Regions from separate parts of the Mus musculus genome. Here region 1 is linked to region 2. Evidence: chromatin contacts called from public promoter capture Hi-C data. All regions are on one chromosome and are shown on one strand. The core of a region is the stretch at or near the end of the contact, and the rest is flanking DNA. Distances in the headings are between cores, read along the strand shown.

Region 1 (5,537 bases), core at 2,098-4,597, 2.5 Mb before region 2:
CCTTCAATAAAACAGGACACAAGAGGCATGGCTCTGCTCTAGCTTAAAACCACAAAAACAGTTATCAACAGCAAACTAGGCATATTTGGTACCAAAATTCAAATGCAAGTTTGAAATCATGGCTTAGGGGGATGTTTCAGTAGAAACTGGGCCTAAGTAGGGAATGTTGTTTTCAGAAGAAAAACATTCCAGAATTTTTCCTTCTTGAAAGAAAACCTTGTCTAATTAAAACAAAGGTTTTTAATTAAGTCCTGAAGATCCTGGCGAAGTAAAACTGTCCTTGGTGGGTTTTCCCAAAGTAATTGATTTTCCAGAGAGAATGAAGTCGATCTTTAAAAATCTTCAGAAAGACATTTTGCTCCTATCCCTCTGCTACTCTGTACAGCAAACAGACTAAATAAGCTGCCCACCATTGGAACAGACAAGGACAGCATTCCTGGGCTGATCCTAGTGTCCCTCTTTGTCTTAAAACACTGCTTGATAGAAGCTTCAAGTCCATATAACATCTCTAGGAGCACATTTTCTAAGTGGCCACAGCAATTTTCTGTGTTTTGGCCCTTCCCTTCACAACTTTTCTGCTACCACACAAAGTCAAGAACTTCCACATAACTTGTACTACTTGTAACACATCTTGTCATCTTTTAGAGGGACAGAAAACTATTTTTTTCAAGCAAATTGAAGCCAATGAACCCAAGTTGAAGGACATGGAGATAGAATAAGGGGCGTAGGCTGGGGCGGGGGTGGGGGGCTCAGAAAGCATGCTTGCCTTTGATTTTCCCTTTCCACAGTCCTATGGACACCATATTTGCATTAAGCTTATGTCTCCGTATTTGCCCAGCTGAAATCTTTGGGGTTTTTTTGTTTTTTTATTCTTTTATTTTTCTTTTTGGTCCAGTTACAAATTTCTTTGTAGCTAAAATCAATCGGTATGGAGGCAATTAAGGAAAGATTAGCAAACAAACTGAAGCTGCTTTTCGTCCATTCCCCACATTCCAAGCCAAGAGAAAAGGATAATAGCCTAAAAAGCAAATGGGAGCTGAAGCTGGTTTCTCCAACCTATCTGAAAAGTCTTTATGCAATCAGAGGGCTATTATTTCAGGAGACAGAGTGAAGGGGGCAAAAGATTCACGTTGCTAAGGAGATCTGCTGAAGCTGGCATTCCTACATAAATTTCCATTTCTATTGAAGGGAGAAAGAAAAGATATTTTTTCCAAAGTTTATTTGGAGCCCCTGGTTACCAAAGAAAGGCATTTTGTGGGTTTATTTTATCTTCAGTTGTAAACAACTAATCCTGAAAGAATTAAAAAGCCTGAGTGTTGACCTCCTGCTGCCAACCAGTCCCCTTCACTAAGAATCAATCAACAAAGAAAGCCTTCAATAGGTATTCTGAGGTAACAGCAAAGAAAAAGCCTTTGTAAGCACAAAATTAAATTTCTGGAAGAAATTTAACTAAGTGAACTAATTTCTCCTATAACAAAAAACGTAAGACAAAGAAAAGTCGGATTTGTGTGTGTGTGTGTGTGTGTGTGTGTGTGTGTGTGGTCTTTGTGCTATTTCAACTTTATTAGAACTTGAAACGTTTCCAGCAAAGCTTAAAAAAATTGTTTCAGAAAAGACTTGAAACTATCAAGAAGGGATTTAATGAGTTTCTCAGGTCAGTGTGTGAGTGTGAGCGTGAGCTTGTGCGTGTGTGTGTGTGTGTGTGTGTGTGTGTGTGTGTGTGTGTGTGTGTGTTAGCGCGCGCCAGCATTAAAAAGAAAAAAAAAAAAAAAAAGCACCCAGCAGAGCCTCCCTTTTACATTCCTTAATCTGTGCACACAGCAGCAGCTGAAGAAACAGAATTCAAGTAGCAATAGTTTTCAGCAAGAAATTGGAAGTTGGCAAATTCTTAGGAATGGGACTCTGGAAATGGGGTTAAAAACAAAACAAAACAAAAACAAAAACTAGAGGATCAGGAAGAGAATAAAGCCACAAAGTCCCTTTGAGCTAGTAGCCACAATGGCTACCGCCTACTCTACCCCGTTTCCCATCCGCACACAATTTTCACTGCTTGCTGAATGAAGCAGAACTTTCCAGGCAACTGTGAGTAACTAGCTCAGAGAAAACGGAGTGGAAGAAAGGGGAGTTTCTTACTGTGGGAGTGAAAGAAAGGAAACTCAGAAGCAACAATGGTGTCGCCAAAAAAGGAAAGAAAATTCATCAGTCTCTCCTGACTCTCGGTATCCCTCCCCAAAATTTAAAGGGGAAATACACACACACACACACACACACACACACACACACACACACACACACACACGAAAATTCACTCGGGAAAAGCCAGGTGTCTTAGTCAGGGTTCCTAGCCAATACACCAGGTAAAGTGAAATAGAATAGGGGGAAATGTGGGCCTTCAGGAAAACTTGGGCAAATTTCTCTTAGAGGGTTGGAACAGAGAACCCACACAGATTTGGAGCGTTTTACCCATTTCTTTTCTAACGGGGGTGTGGAAGGCATTGCGTCTTTTACACAGCCACATGGTTCTCGCCCTCAATGATAACAATTGCCCAAAATAGCAGACGTGTTACTCCAAAACTGGAGGGATGAGCAAGGGAGGAGTAGAGGGCGTAGGAGGTCTCTGGAGTCTTGCCTACCCGGACCCCTTCGAGAGAGGGGCACATGCAAGAGGGTCCTGGGGTCCAAGGGCCGAGAAGGTAGGGCAAGGAGGCAGGGAGGGGAGCGAAGGAAAGTGGGGGAGGTGGCTCCCAGAGAGGCGGTGGCAGCGGAGGAGCCCAGGATGGCCACGCGGGAGCAAGGGGCGCGGCACCGGAGGTGGGGTGGGGGCGCTCACCGCTGCCGAGAGTGGATTCGCAATGCCAGATATCCAGGTTGGCGGGTTTCCGGCAGGACTCCCACAGGGACAGGTAGTACTGGTGGTCCGCGGTGACCCAGGCCGGGCTCAGAACAGCTCCCAGATCCAGACACAGCGCCAAGAAGATGCACACCAGCCCGACCAGCTTGAGCGGGGTCAGCACCGACACTCGCACCTCTTCCATGCCGCTGCCAGCCGAAGCCATGCCCGGGCGCCGCTGCCGCCCTTCCCGACGCAAACGAGGACGCCAGGAGGGTCCGAAGAGCCTGGAGCGGGACCTCCCGAACAGGAAAGCGGCGCTAACCGCGCCAAGAAGTCGTACCTTGGGTCTCAGTTAAGCACACCGAGTGGTCAACTGGACTTGCCTAGCTGGGACGCCTGGCCCTAAGGAGGTCGTCCGCTGCTGCAGCGACAGCAAACGCAGAGAGAATCTTCAGCAAGCGATCAGCCCGCGCCCGCGCCCGCGCCTGCTCCTCCCTGGCGCGGCCAACCTGGCTCCGCCCCAGCCCCGCCCCAGGCTGCGGGAGGCGGCGCCTTAGGAGAGAGACTGAGGGTCTGCACCCGGACGGCGGAAGGCTCTGGCTCCCGCCGGTCTCGCCACTAATCCCTTGGTCACTGCGCGCAGCAATTCTTCTCTGCAGCCAGCCGGACCGCGGTTGCTCCGGGGTCGCTCCCTCGCCCTGTCTCCGGGTCACGTGGCTTTTCCTTTCCTAGGGAACAGGGACTGACCATTTTTCTAGTTCTCTTCTTGATGTGGCTTCCTAGGCTGTGGCCTTTGGAGAAAAGATGGGTTCCACACAGGGCGATGTTCTACCCTCTTGCTAATCAATTCACATCCGGAATGAGGTTGTGGAAGGAGGGGAAAAGTAACACTTCCCACTCTGAACCCAGGACGAGCCCTGGAGACACCCTTCCATCCCTACCTTCCAGCTCCAAATTAAGTCAGTTCTCAATCTGAAAACAGCCTTTGCTCTCCTCTGAAGGGCAAGAGAGAGATAAAATGAATGAGAGATTTCACAAAGTGTAAACATGAAGCTAGCCAGGCATTGGTGGCTCACGCCTTTAATCCCAGCACATGGGAGACAGAGGCAGGCGGATTTCTGAGTTCGAGGCCAGCTTGGTCTACAGAGTGAGTTCCAGGTCAGCCAGGGCTACACAGAGAAACCCTGTCTCAGAAAAAAAAAAAAAAAAAAAAAAAAAAGACAAGCATAAAGCTAGCCCTATTTGCAACTCTGCTGTTCTGTCCTTTATAATTTGGCTAAAATCCCTAAATTTCTCTTCACTGTGTTCAGCTAGATCTGAATTCCTACCCTCGGTGATAAGCTTTCCCTGTTCTTCCACAAGCTCTACTACATTTCCCTGTTCTTCCACAAACTCTACTACAGGGCCTGAGATAAGAAGCTGTGATATAAGGATCCTGAATGGAACTAATGCATCTACATAGATTTTTCATTAAATTGACTTACACAAGGACTCTTCAAAGGGCATTGCCTTGGTTCTTGAGGAGGGGCTTCACGCTTTTGGCTGATTTATGAGAACTGCACACCCCTTGAAACTGGATTTGTGGTTTGTAATTGTCAATTCAAAGTGATTGGGGATGGGAGTTGTTTCATGCCTTTTTTTTTTTTTTCAACTACTTTCCCTCTTGCCTAAAAGAAAAAGAAAAAGCAATTTAATGTTCAGATCATTGTCTAAGAGTGTTTCCAGATCATTTACCTTTTCAATAACTTAGTGTGAAAGTCAAAAATGAGGACACTGACCTGAAGAATGCCCCTTGGCGTGCTTCTCACCCCTGACATAATACCTCAACCTTAATGGCTCTCATACTTTCTGTGCAGGGATAAGGGGGTCCTTAACACTCATTCTCTTCTAACATCCTCTTTGCACAGGCATAGCACATTTTGACAAGAACACTTGGAGTGGAAGAAGCAATCAAAGTAGTATCAGGTGATCTGAGAAAAAGAAGAAGCCCCAAGTAGAATGAAACCCAAAGTTTTCTTAAAACTATAAATAGGAGAGCTGGCTATTTTTTTACTCTTCAACCATTATCAGGTTAATTTCTTCAGGAGGCACCAAAAACAAGCAAGGAACACACTCAAAATTGTTTCTTCCAGTGTAGAGGAATGCTAGGGCAGGTGGTGAGGCAGGAGTGGGTGGATGGGTGGGTGGGTGAACACCCTCACAGAAGCAGGGTGAGAGGGGATGGGATAGGCTGTTTTCAGAAGGGAAACCAGGAAAGGGATAACATTTGAAATGTAAACAAATAATAAAATACCCATTTTTTATTTTTTATTCTTTTTAAGGAGCTCCTTCCTTTACCTAGGTCTTCCAAATGCTTCTTTGATGCAGGGTTAGAGTACTAAGTGCCCCATACCTTGCTAAAACAGATCCTTATAAAACACTGAAAATTTCCAAACCTGAAGAATGAACTCTGGTGACTAGGGCTGTGACATTTCCTTTTGCTCAGATTTACACTTGCAGATTTATAATCCAAAAATAATCTTTAGGAAATTTTCCTAAGCATACTCCAGGTTATAATGACATTGTTTCACCCTCCAAATTCTAACAACTAACTTTTCTGACTCAACTAACATTTTCCTTATTCATCATGCTTATTATTCATTCTACAACACTCCTACACCAACCTCCACACTTACTGTATTTGTTCTGTATTGTTTTCGACTGC
Region 2 (5,666 bases), core at 1,579-4,078:
CTCATTACTGAGAGAGAAAGACAGAGGACATAGGCAGAGACACACCCAGAGAGACAAATACACAGAAACAGAGAGAATAAGAAAATATTCAGACTCTCTAGTCCTTAAATACAGATATTGTATTGTGTGCATTTTTTTCAAAACAGATTTATTTATTTTATATGTATGTGTGAGTGTTTGGATATATATAGGTGCACCATCTGTATGCCTGGTACAAGTGAAGGCCAGGATAGAGTGTTAGATGCTCTGGCACTGGAATTATAGTCAGTTGTAAGTCACTGTGCAAGATCAGAGAATTGAACCGGGGTCTTCTGCAAGAGCAGCACTCATAACTTGTGAGTCATGTCTCCAGCCCAGTGTTCATTTTGTTTATTTTTCTGTCTGTGTAATCATTTTCTTTTCTTCTGCAAACAACAACTGGAGGCTAGAGAGATGGCTCAGTGGTTAAGAACACTGGATACTCTTCTGACATGGGTTCCATTCCCAGCACCCACACAGCAGCTCACAACTGTCTTCTCATTCCAGTTCCAGGAGATTTGGAGTTCTCTTATGACCTCTGTGATCACTGCATGCTTGGGGTGCATAGTCAGTCATGCAGATGAAATATCACACACATAAAATTACACTCCCAAACAAAACCCAGCTCTTATCTGAGGGTCAGAGCAAGTCTGAAAACATTTCTCCCTATCTTAAATTTTCATTTAGAATTTTTCTTTACTTAAAAAAAAAAAACAATATGGTTGAATGCATGTGTAGGAGTCTCAGTACCATCTTATCTATACATTTTCTGTCCAGAAACAGTTGTGATAATCTACTCAATCAAAAGCTTTATGTGGTGCTTTAAAAAATCTGAACTAAGGAAAGAGAGACATTTTCTCTCTAATCGGATTTGAGAGGCTTGAACTCAGTGTTGTTCAGAGGCGGTGATTCCAAAAGCCTGTAGTAGGTGACTTTGGAAGGTTCTGAAAGAGTGACCCTGTCTGAAAGAGGAAAGATTGAGAGCCTGAGATGGAATTTCAAACATTCTACTTTCTGGTTTCATTTATTCCCAAGGCTAACAACAGACCTACCTTTTCACAGTTTGGGTTACAGAATAACTTTGTCATTTAGCTTAAGCTATTTCAATGTAGCATTTGTTACTTCTACCAAAATAACCTGATACATTAAGGGAAAAAAGAAGAAGCCAGCAATCAAATTAAAAGTGAATTCCTCCACATATCTTCCTCTATAAGAGGTGTAAAAATCAACTTTATTGACCTATTGTATTTTTAAAGTACCTTCTTTACAGGGAATGTTTTACTAATGAAATGAATAGGATAAAGTTACATTTTCAGTCACTTAAAGATTCATTCTGCAAAACTTGCCAGCACACCTTTCAGCAAAAATTACTCCCTACAATCCCCCTAAGCTTATTTTTCAAATGTAAAGTAGAAGTGAATTCAAGAAAGTCTACTTTATAAAATACATAGATGGAAGAACCACAAAGCTAATAGGAGGAATTTCAGTATATTTAGATCTTTAGTGACAATGATATGACTGCCCCATAAAATGTTTCAGTCATGCTGGGTGGTTGTGGCACAAGCCTTTAATCCTAGCACTTAGGAGAAAGAGGCAGGTTGATCTCTGAGTTCAAAGGTAGCCTGGTCTACAGAGTGAGTTTCAGGACAGCCAGGCCTATACCAAAAAATCCTGTCTCAAAAAAACAAAATAATACAAAAAAAAAAAAAAACAAAAAACAAAAACAAAAACAAGAACAACAACAACAACAAAAAAAACCCTAAATAAATAAATAAAGTTCCAACCACAACTAAAGTACTTATTGGGAAGGGCCAACTAGTGTGGCCCTAATTCCGTCATGACTAAAGTTAAAGAAAGAAAGAAAGAAAGAAAGAAAGAAAGAAAGAAAGAAAGAAAGAAAGAAAGAAAAGGAGGGCCGGGTAGGGGAATTAGCTTGGAACAAATAACTTCAAGGCCACACCCTCTTCACTTTGGGTTCACTGAGGTGTGCTTATTTTAATAGCTGAACTGAAAGCATGAGATGCCATGCCACAGCTGACCAGAGTCTAAACAGAAAAGCTCAGAACTTAAAACTAAGCATGCGTGCAGCATGGGATAATAATCACTTTAGCCTTCTTGAATTGGTAAACACCAGAAGAAAGTGTACCAAACAACACGGCCTTAGATCCCATATCTGAGAGGAGCCTTTAGAAGTCTTTTAGTGTTCAAATTATAAACACCCACCGAAGACTTTAAAAATAGGACTTATTTGACAACTTGTGTTCTCCTTTCCCAAGCCATTTAGATGGATTTTGCCAAGGTAATTATTCAGAGAAGGGTGCTGTGGCAGACACCTGAAATAATAGCACTTTGGGAGGCTGAGGCAGGATCTTCACGAGGTAGAGGCTAACCTGGGCTATATACAGAGTATAAAAACAGCCAGGGCTTCAAATCAAGAGCCTACTTTTAAGGAAAAAAAAAACTGTTTTGAAGGGAATTCAGGTTGTTGGCCTCAAAAGTTGTTCAAAAGCAATAGTGCAAATTTGCTCCCAGGGAAAGGGGCAATTCCTTGACACTCAAATGTAGTCCTTTGCTGCTCCTACAACTGTTTGGTTCTGCTTCAAGCAAGGTTTGCACCTGGCCTAGTTTGGGGAGGCATAGAAGGGATAAAGGCAGCTTTTCTAGCTGGGCTCCAGCTCAATGGCCTAGCACACAGTGGTGGAAGCTCTACTCTTCCCTTCCCTTCCCGCCCTGCCTGGCCACTCCCCTTGCTTCCCACTTCCTCCCGGCCCCGCCCCTTCTTTTTTAACCCTCTTGATGTGGGTTCTCTGGCTTCCTATTGCCCTTCGCATCAGCAGCAGCTGCAGGCTCCCTCTTTGCTCCTGGCTCCGGCTCTAGCGGGTGCGCGCAGGCGCGGCTTGCAGCTCTGCTAGCGCGTAGTAGCTGAGCGGGGCTCACGGTGAGTGAGGCAGCGGTGCGGGACTCCTTGGAGAGAACGTGGTTGGCAGCCAGAAAGGGACTCGGGTGTGTATGGAAGACTTTGACCCGGTTAGGGGAGACTCGTGCAGCTTTTTCAGTGGCGGGGCTTCTCGAGGTTGCCAGCCTCCGGCTGCGTGTGGAGAGGAGTGAGCCGTGGCGGGAGACTTAAAGGTGTGTAGGAGCTGCCGAGTTAGAAGAAAGAAGAAAGGCGTTTAGAAGCTGGAAGTCCTCACTTGAGCTTGGCCAGGCCAGGAAGGTTCGCTTGAGAGCCCTGGAAGGTGGCCCAGCTTCAAGTTCAGTCCCCCTACTTGGTGCCCCCGAGCGGTGTCCTAGCTTACTCTTTTCCTTCCTCTGCTTTCCCTGGGTGCCGAGTTGGCAGGAAGGTTTCCTGTCGGTGGGGAGAGGATTTGGGGGAGGTGGGTTGTTGGCCCGGACTGTTGCAATAGAGGGTGTGGCGTTCCTATGACTTTCCTTTCCCCGGGAATGTGTCCCTCTTCTGATACATTGTGCCTGGACATTTTTTAACAAAGGCTATAACTGTTTTGTAGGCTGTGGTGGGTGACAGCGGCGGGGGGGGGGGGGGGGCGAGGGTACGCGCGTGCGCGCACGTGTGTGTGTGTGTGTGTGTGTGTGTGTGTGTGTGTGTGTGTGTGTGTAGGCTCGCGCGCGCGTGTGTCTGCAAGCGAGCGAGCGCGCGCGTGTTGGCTGGCTTGCTTCAGAAGTCTGTGTTGCCGCCCTAGGGGGTGGGGAATCAGTGTGGGCCTGAAGTTGGGGGAATTTCCAGAAAGACCTAGCAACTTTCTGCAGAGGCTTTTTTCTTTTTACTGGTCTGTTGATTTTGAGAGTAAGAATATTCCCCATAGGAATGTGCCTGGTTACTATTTTGTGTGTTCTTGCTCTGTGTGTGTGTGTGTGTGTGTGTGTGTGTGTGTGTGTGTGTGTGAGAGAGAGAGAGAGAGAGAGAGAGAGAGAGAGAGAGAGAGAGAGAGAGAGAGAAATTGAGAGATTGATTTTTATACGTTTTTACAAATCCCAACAGAAGAAAAACCAAAAATAATGGTATTTCAGAAGAAATAAGTGAGTGTGAATGAAAGGGAGAAGACTTGGAATAGCTAAGTAGAGCTAGATAAATCCCTTTTGATAGTCACAGAATATGATCAGACTTGGGAAAATGTGGCAGTGTACAAGTCAGTAAATTTAGCTAGAGTATTGTTCATTGTTTCAATGAAGAATTCTTAAGGATATGGTGCTGCCAGATACTTAGGCTAACTCACTTTAGAAACTTTAAAAATGATAAAACATTAGGGAAAGTATTGTGACATTGGATAAAGGCCCATAGGCTTTCATGTTAAAAATTTATGAACTTTTATGAAAAATGATACATGTGGTACCAAGCACAGATGTTTATATTTTAACTCATTTTTTAACTGAGTACATCATAATAAACTGAGCTTCCTCCTCCTCCACCCCTTTTCCTTGATTGTGAATCCTGTTTTATAAACATAAACACCCATGGAAGGAGTTACAGAGACAAAGTTTCGAGCTCAGACAAAAGGATGGGCCATCTAGAGACTGCCATATCCAGGGATCCATCCCATAATCAGCCTCCAAACGCTGACACCATTGCATACCCAAGATTGCATACCCTATCAAGATTGTGCTGATAGGACCCTGATATAGCTGTCTCTGGTGAGGCTATGCCGGGGGCCTAGCAAACACAGAAGTGGATGCTCACAGTCAGCTATTGGATGGATCACAGGGCCCCCAATGGAGGAGCTAGAGAAAATACCCAAGGAGCTAAAGGGATCTGCAAACCTGTAGGTGGAACAACAATATGAACTAACCAGTACCCCGGAGCTCTTGATTCTAGCTGCATATGTATCAAAAGATGGCCTAGTCGGCCATCACTGGAAAGAGAGGCCCATCGGTCTTGCAAACTTTATATGCCCCAGTACAGGTGAACACCAGTGCCAGAAAGTGGGAGTGGGGGGTGGGGGTGGAGGGCATGGGGGACTTTTGGGATAGCATTGGAAATGTAAATGAGGAAAATACCTAATTAAAAAATAAAGAAACATGGAAATACTAAGAAGCTAAAAAAAAAAAAGAAAAAATAAACATATACTCTCAGATCTGAAATATGTTTAAGCAGAATTTCTTCGTGTTTTCTTTTTATTTAATCTTTTCTCCAATTATTCAAAGGATTTGGTGATAATATTATCCAACTTGGGAGAGGGGTGTTAGGATGGATGCCTTTTGCCTTTTCCAAGAGCTCAGCCTTATGAACTTATTGAAAAATATTTTCAACTCCCTCGGAATTAATCATCCTTTAACTGTTTAACTTATAGCACTAGCCTTATTTTCTCTCTTGTTACCCCAATACTTGGGTTGCCTTGCATATGGTAAGTGCCCAATATAATTATAGTTACATGTTATTACATGTCATTAGAAAGATAAGATCCTACACAGAGTTCATGAAGTATAGAAGAAATTCTGATCTTTTAATGTTGAAGGACCATTTCTTGAAAATACCTAATGCACACTGTAGTAGTGAGAACATAGATACATTGTCATGTGTTATTGATAGTTAATGTTTATAAATGAGGTGCACAACTTTGTAGATAAAAGAGGAAATGGGTATCGTAAAAACACACACTTTAGAAGACACCAAAGCTAGAGAATAGTCATTGCAC

The links. Promoter capture Hi-C pulls out the DNA fragments that hold promoters and counts their contacts.
Region 1: a contact with region 2 is called in a promoter capture Hi-C map of hippocampal neurons, with 10 times the contacts expected there. The contact joins the promoter of Tmem47 here to the promoter of Prrg1 in region 2. A contact is called at or near these places in 5 of 39 promoter capture datasets (cranial neural crest, frontonasal cranial neural crest, hippocampal neurons and 2 more) and 2 of 115 datasets of contacts at active chromatin or transcription factors (astrocytes and embryonic forebrain).

The regions. Positions count from the first base shown.
Region 1 is chrX:81,068,454-81,073,990 of GRCm38.p6, reverse strand. Tmem47 (transmembrane protein 47) reads right to left here and starts at 3,347. Exons shown (of 3, transcript NM_138751.2): 1 at 2,831-3,347. The coding sequence starts at 3,056.
Region 2 is chrX:78,581,059-78,586,724 of GRCm38.p6, reverse strand. Prrg1 (proline rich Gla (G-carboxyglutamic acid) 1) reads left to right here and starts at 2,828. Exons shown (of 4, transcript NM_027322.2): 1 at 2,828-2,956.